Linked DNA regions of Sus scrofa: region 2 is linked to region 1. Evidence: chromatin contacts called from public Hi-C data. All regions are on one chromosome and are shown on one strand. The core of a region is the stretch at or near the end of the contact, and the rest is flanking DNA. Distances in the headings are between cores, read along the strand shown. Region 1 holds the start of EMSY (BRCA2-interacting transcriptional repressor EMSY). Region 2 has its middle 43 kb from the start of THAP12.

Region 1 (3,586 bases), core at 628-3,127:
TGGGAGCTCACTATTCCAGCCTATCACTCTAGGTTCTAGTTCAAGTTTTCAGTTTACCAGCTGTGTGGTCCTGGGTAAATTGGCCTATCTGATGATTAAGTTTTCACATCTGCAAAACTGAGGTTTTACCACTTAGTTTATTATGAATATTAAAGACCAGTGTATGTGAAGGTCTTATCCTAGTGTCTAGCTCATTATTTAATAAATAGGTGCCACTACTTTTGTAATCTTGGGCAAGTCACTTCTGCAGGCATTCTCACTGAATTACATGATAAAAAAATATGTCAAGTTCCTAGGATGTTAAGCGGGTTATTGGAACTTAATAAAGTATTTTCTCAAATCCTAACAATGAAAGATGAATTTACACCCCGCAAGCTTAAAAAAAAAAAAAAAAGAAAGAAAGAAAGAAAAAAGAAAAAAAACCATTTACCAAACATTTAGATGTCAGGAACTTGGCACTGGGAATTCCTTGGTGTAGAGAAAAAGACAACAGCGCTGGGCGCTTGCATAATACCTGCTTAGCATACGGTAGATCCGCGATAAATATTTGTTAAACAAATAAATGAATGATTGAGAACAGCGAGTAACCTGAATGAATGAATGCATGCATGCATGCATGCCTGAGCGAGCTCACTACCTATTCTAGGAGTCAAGCACCGACCCGAAATAACTGCTACATCCCGTTCCTGGCGCTGGGGCTGCAACTCCAACTCCATGCCTGGAGTTGAACCCCCTCCCCCTACTTCCCATAGTCCTCTGAGCTGAGAACCAACCCAGGGCAAGGAGAACAGGACTGCGCGCCCCAGTCGGCAGAATGACATAAAGAAAAGGGGTGGGGAGGAGGAAGAAGGGGCAGAGCCAAAGGAATCCGCTCCCTCCACAAGCCAGTCCCCGCCTCCCGACAGGATCTTGGAGGCGGCCGGCGACCGCCGGAATCAAGCACCACGTCACGGCATCCCGACGCGTCCCCGCCGGCGGACCCCACCGCGGGGCCGGACCGCACTGGAGACCTGGGCAGAGGTTCCCGGAGCGGGCTCCGGGAACCCGAATCCTATCTAATCCTTCCCCTTACTCAAGTGTCAAGGAGGCAAGCCCGCCCCGCCCCCTCCCCAAACACGCACTCACTCCCGCAGCACCACAACAAGAGCAGCCCGCCCACCCTCCTCACCGATGCCACTCAGTACCCACTTCAATGTCAAGCTTGCGACCCAAGTCCTCGCAGGACCAGTAGCCGGAGGCAGGGGCCCCGGGAGGCATCAGCGCCTCGCTCCCTCCTCAGCACAGAGGACAACGGAAAGAAACAGTGGACGCTCGGACAGCCAGGCAGACGACCGAGACTTACCGGGAGGCTCCCAGAGCTGGACCCCCGCAATCCCAGCACCAGGCGTGCCAGAGCCCCCCTCAGCCCACCTCGGGGAGCCCCACGATCCCGTTAGGAGACAACGGAGGATGGGACTGGCCACCCCAAGCCGGGCTCCGACTGCTTGGTCCGGCGCTCCTCCAGACTGGCTACCCTGCCAGCTCTTCCCAGCGCCCTGTCTGAGAGTCACTCACCTGCCCGGCCTTTCTGGGCTCATCTAAAAGGCTCCTCCGCCAAAACTAGGGGACACCAGGAATTGGGTTTGTTTGCGGTGCCTCAGAAGGGGCAAGATGGCGACAGGTATCAGGGCGCAGGCGCAGCGGCGCGCTGCCAGTCGGGAGGTGTAGTTTGCCTTTCCCGCCTTTCGGAGAACGGACACCAGAAGGCCTCCATTCTCCGCGTCCCTCTTTTCCTCCAGGTTTTGAAAGGAAAGGAGAGACCTCGCAGGGAGTGCTGGGAGTTGTGGTCCGAGGCCAAACGCCCTCCTCTTTCGCTCTCAGAGTGCAGTCGCACGCGCAAGGAAGGCTGGGATTGTAGTTTCCCTGGCGTCTTCTCCAACCCCTCCTCGCCGCTTCTCGCGCCTCTCCTCCGCTGCGATCTCTGAGCCAATGGGCTGCGCTCTCCGCTACGTGTGGCGTCACACGTACCGGTCAAGATGGCGTCGGCGGATGGAGCTGAGGTTTTCCCGCGACCTTTACCCTGGTGGGGGGGTGTTAGGGGCAGTGGGAAAGCAGCTTCGTGCCGGTATGGCCGTATAGGGTTAGGATCGGATTCCTCAGCGGCTTGGGAGCAATTCTAAGCGGCTTCCAGGCCCGCCAGCCGCAGCTGGAGGAGAGAGAATCCACGCTACGAGACGTGTCACCGTGGACAACCTAGTGGCGCGGACCCGATCTGGAGGGGGCGCGGAATTGCAAGTGGAGAAGGACAATTCGAGCGTTCTCGACTTCGGGTTTCAACCCGTGTCCAGTGGGAATGCTAGTGCTCTATCTGTCAGAGGCAAGAAGGCAAAGGCATTTGTTTGAGGCTCTGCGGCGTGGTAGGTTCACTCTTCAGCCTTTGTTCTTATTTAACTACAGAACAAGTGTGTGAAGAGGGTATTGTCGCTCCTATTTTACAGATGAAAAAAAAGGGTCCAGTATATAGTTAATGGCTGCCAAAGATCGAAGCCAGTGCCTGCTATTGTTGAAGGTCCATTCGAGTGTTGTGACTGCCCGCCCTTGTAATTTTGTACATAACATCGAATCTGATTTTTCTAAAAAAATGTTCAAGTGGGAAGGAGTGTTTTCTTGTAAAATATTGGGTTAATATTATCCTATGGGGATGTTGTGAGGTACAGCGTAGGAGAAAATTGTTTTTCAATTTTGGACCACTGTACAAACGTGAGGCTGTACTTGAATGGAGATGTAAATTACGAAGAGAAAATAAATAACAGCATTTGTGTGCTATTTGCTCATTAGCTAAAAATCTTTTCTGAGGCCCAGGAAAGTGGTTATTGTTAAGAACTTTTGGAAAGATGGTGAATGAAACTTTAATATAGTTTAACATACGTTGTTTGAGGTGAGGCTCATAGTATCTTAGTGAGGCAGGTATAATTCAGAGTACCCCCTACTATGAATGCGAAAAACACAGATAGTCAAGAATTCACCAAATTTCACAAAGCTGGGAATTGAAGAGAATTGGGCTTTATAATCCCCGGTCTTCTGACTTCAAGTGTCTTCCTCTAAGACGAATGTCAGGGTGACAGGTAGTGGAGTAGAAATGGAAAGACAGGCTGCTTTCCAAAGATAAAACTGACCCTGACCATAATAAGTAGTGTGTGAGCCAAGAAGTATTATAGCTTATTCTTGGGCTTGCTAAATGCCAAGTACTCTTTTAAGCATTTCAAGTATTAATTCATTCCATCCTTAAAACAACTTTATGAGGGAGAAACTAGGTTCTCTAATTACAAATGAGGAAACTGAGGTATAGAAAGGAGGTTAAAAAGCTTGCCCGAAGCTACCCATTATAAGTAAGTTGTAAACCTGGGATTTAAACCAAAGCAGTTTGGCTCTAGAGTCTGCTCTAGATTTGTGGTTCTCAAAACTTCAAAGAACCAGCTGCGTGTTTTGTGAAAGTACACATCTCGGGGAGTTCAGTGGGTTGAGGATCTGGCATTGTCACTGCTGTGGCACAGATTCGACCCAGGAAGTTCTGCGGACCACGAGTGTGGCCAAAAAAAATAAAACA
Region 2 (3,581 bases), core at 577-3,076, 100 kb after region 1:
AGCAGGGGCTGCTGGTTGCCATCTTGGTCCTCAGCCTCTCTCAGCTCTGGAGGAACGTTCCAGATTCAGTGAAGTTACAGTGGGTATGGCTTCTATTTCCCTCACGATAACCAAGTGAAGCAGGATTTTCCTCAACAACTCTGATAAAAGTTTAAAAACAGGCTGGATATAGACTCCTAAATTGGCAAAAGCAGTGTATGCATAATATGTGGAATAAAGCTTTAGTTGTTTCTCCTCTGGAATTTTTTTTACTATCGTCCATGCAAAGTGTGGTATTATAAATGTACCACTGCCTCTTTGTAGAAGGACGGACTATCCTTTATTGAGATTATGCCTTTCCCATTTTATAGCATCAAAATAACTTTTCTTGGAGTTCCTGTTGTGCTGCAGAGGAAACAAATCCAACTAGGATCCATGAGGTTGCAGATTTATCCCTGGCCTTGCTCAGTGGGTTAAGGATCTGGCGTTGCCGTGAGCTGTGGTGTAGGTCACAGACCGGCTCAGATCCCAGGTTGCTGTGGCTCTGGTGCAGGCAGGCAGCTGTAGCTCTGATTCTACCCCTAGCCTGGGAGCTTCAGTGTGCCACGGGTGTGGCCCTAAAAAAAAGAAGGTCTATTCTTTTTTTGTTTGTTTGTTTGTTTGCCTTTTCTTGAGCCACTCCCACGGCATATGGAGGTTCCCAGGCTGGGGGTCTAACTGGAGCTGTAGCCACCGGCCTACACCAGAGCCACAGTGACACGGGATCTGAGCCGCGTCTGCGACCACACCACAGCACACACAACCCACACCACAGCTCACAGCAATGCCGGATCCTTAACCCACTGAGCAAGGGCAGGGATCGAACCCACAACCTCATGGTTCCTAGTCGGATTCGTTAAGCACTGAGCCACGACGGGACGCCAAGAAAGTCTATTCATAAAGATGAAATGATGGTGTGATAGTACATGGCAATTCTTTGCATAAACTTTTTACAAAGTCTAACACATAGAATCATCTTGCTCACAAGTGTCCAGCTTGATCTGTTTCCACCAAGTTCACACTCTATAACCACCACCCAGATCAAGAAATAGAACGTTTTGCTAGTTCTTTTTTAAATCTTTACCAAGCAAAATAAAAAGCTGGTAACTTTAGGTTGGTCTCTCACTTCTTTATTTAAAATTTACACACCTGGGGAGTTCCCGCTGTGGCACAGAGGGTTAAGAATCCAACTGCAGTGGCTTGGGTTGCTGCGGAGGAGCGGGTTTGATCCTGGCCTGAAAACTTCTATATGGTGTGGGTGCAGCCATTAAAAAAAAAAACCAAACCATTTACCCACCTGTAGAACTTAAAATGTGGCTAGGTGATCTCACGTCCCAGGTCGTGTGAGCACTCCGTGGCGCTCCCTGAGCCCAGAGGGAAACGGGGCTGGCCTGGGATTCTGCCCGCCCAGTTCTGGGAGAGAGGGAGGATTTGGACAAATGTCCCTCTGGGCGCCGCCAGCTGCTGGAAGCCAGGGCTGAAGCGCAGTGAGGGGGAGTGGCATTGGGCAGAGATGCTGGGGCTGACCCGCGCCCCCACGCAGCCTGCTTTTTTGCAGATTTCCATTGGCTCCTACTCTTCCCGCCCCCCTACCCGCCCTCCTAGACACCTGCGAATCCCTGGGGGCTCTTCTGTGTACCATCTCCTCTCTCCCCGACCCCTCAATTCCCAGGTCAATCCTCCCAGACCCAGAAAACCATTCCCTACCTTTTTTTCCTCTTTACTAATACATGGAGAAATCCTGGCAGCCTTCTGAAAGGTTACGAAATTCTTAACATCACGCAGCAGGCTGGGAGGCCGGGAGGCTCCGCCCGCTCCGCCAAGGCAATGCACACTCACCCAGGACTTGCTTCGTGCCCAAAACCCAGGGGAGCGTGATTCTAAGGCAGAAGATCCTTTCTGTTCAATTACTGTTATTCCCTTCAATAAGTATGCGCCCACGCCTCGCTGGGTGCCGGACTGTTGGTGCATTCAGCGAATATTTACTGGACAGCTTCTCTGTGTCACTTGGCTGAAGTCACTGTCCTTGGGGAGTTCACAGCCTGGTGAGAGAGATGAGGCCAGTGGTGACAGTAATGAGAGTGGGATGACATGGGACGAGCGGTGAAGGGGACAGAAGCATCCTATGGAGTTGCAGGGACCACAGAAGACCCCCGAAGGCGTGGCATTGGAACCTGCCCTCCACAGATGAACTGCCTACTCAGCTCAGCCCCCCAGCATCTCCCAGAATGTTCCTCTCCTGCTGGCATTTCAGGCCTGGCCACTGTTAGGCGAAGCCTTCTGCTGAAAATGACTGCCTTCCTGCCACTAGGGACCTTGGCTTAGGGGCTTTATATGACTCAATGTAAAAATATTGTCATTTGTTTCCGCTGTCGTGGCACAGCGGAAACAAATCTGGCTAGGATCCAGTGGGTTAAGGATCTGGTGTCGCTGTGAGCTGTGGTGTAGGTTGCAGACGCAGCTCAGATCCTGTGTTGCTGTGGCTGTGGCATAGGCCAGAGGCTACAGCGCTGATTCGACCCCTAGCCAGGGACTCTCCATTTGCTGTGGCTGCGGCCCTAGGGGAAAAAAAGCGGCCATAAAAAGACAAAAAAAAAAAAAATTTTTTTAACCTTTAGCTATACATGCACATAATTTAGAAATTCTATAAGGCTTGTAATGGAAAGCAGCAGTCCCTGCCTCAACACACACACACTCAGATCATTTCACACTCTGCAGAGGCAATGACTTTCAATTCTAAATTATTCCCTTATATTGCTACTTCTTGATTTTTTTTTTTTTTTTTTTTTTTTTTTGTTTTAAATACCTTTCTCCAACACACCCACACTTTCTCCTTGCTCCCTCCACAGGCACATCTCCGTCTGTGTTCCCTGCCATCCTGTATAATTGTCACAGTTTCGGTTGGAACCATATTCACTGTTTACATTATTAGGCCGTGTAAATGCTGTTGACACGTGAGCCATGTAATAGTCTATGATTACTTCTTCTTTCCTGCGTCACAATTACAGTTATGTAATCTCCTCTCGGTGTGTTTAAATGTGTTGGATAATGGACCGATTTCATCTTCTTGAAGGAATCCCTTCTAGAGTCTTCCATCCTGTTCCCGTCAGGATGAGTTACTTCCTACTGCACAACCGCTGGCCTGGGGATTCTCCCCCACCTCCTTTGTGGCCTCTTCTCTTCCTTCAATGCCATGACCTCTTCTGTATGGTTTACTCACTCATTTCTGTTGAAACACATCCTCCAGTAGCTTCCTGAGAATGTATGCAGAGAACTTACATGACTCAATATGTCTTTAGGGAGTTCCTGTGGTGGCTCAGTGGTAAGAACCTGACTCGCATCCGTGAGGACGCAGGTTTGATCCCTGACTTGCTCAGTGGGTTAAGAATCCGGCATTGCCGTGAGCTGTGGTGTAGGTTGCAGACACAGCTCAGATCCTGCGTGGCTGTGGCTTGGCTGTGGCTGTGGTGTAGGCCGGCAGCTACAGCTCTGATTCGACCCCTGGCCTGGGAACCTCCATATGCCATGGGTGCAGCCCTAGGGAAAAGAAAAGACCAAAAAAA

Evidence for each region. A called contact is a pair of places that touch in the nucleus more often than the background predicts.
Region 2: a contact with region 1 is called in a Hi-C map of liver, with 3 times the contacts expected there. The contact joins the enhancer-like site here to the promoter of EMSY in region 1. A contact is called at or near these places in 5 of 47 Hi-C or Micro-C datasets (fibroblasts, liver, omental adipose tissue and 1 more).

The regions. Positions count from the first base shown.
Region 1 is chr9:10,626,344-10,629,929 of Sscrofa11.1, reverse strand. EMSY (BRCA2-interacting transcriptional repressor EMSY) reads right to left here and starts at 1,877. Exons shown (of 20, transcript XM_021062538.1): 1 at 1,555-1,877. It overlaps LOC102163793 (a long non-coding RNA gene), which reads left to right and starts at 1,961. Exons shown (of 3, transcript XR_001298634.2): 1 at 1,961-2,396.
Region 2 is chr9:10,521,761-10,525,341 of Sscrofa11.1, reverse strand. No RefSeq gene overlaps it. Among named protein-coding and RNA genes, the nearest start is that of THAP12, 43 kb to the left of the region's middle. Within about 2 kb of position 1,826, at least 11 of the 83 cell types and tissues checked have an H3K27ac peak or open chromatin away from gene starts, as enhancers often do. A contact at or near this core is called in liver and omental adipose tissue, where this site is marked.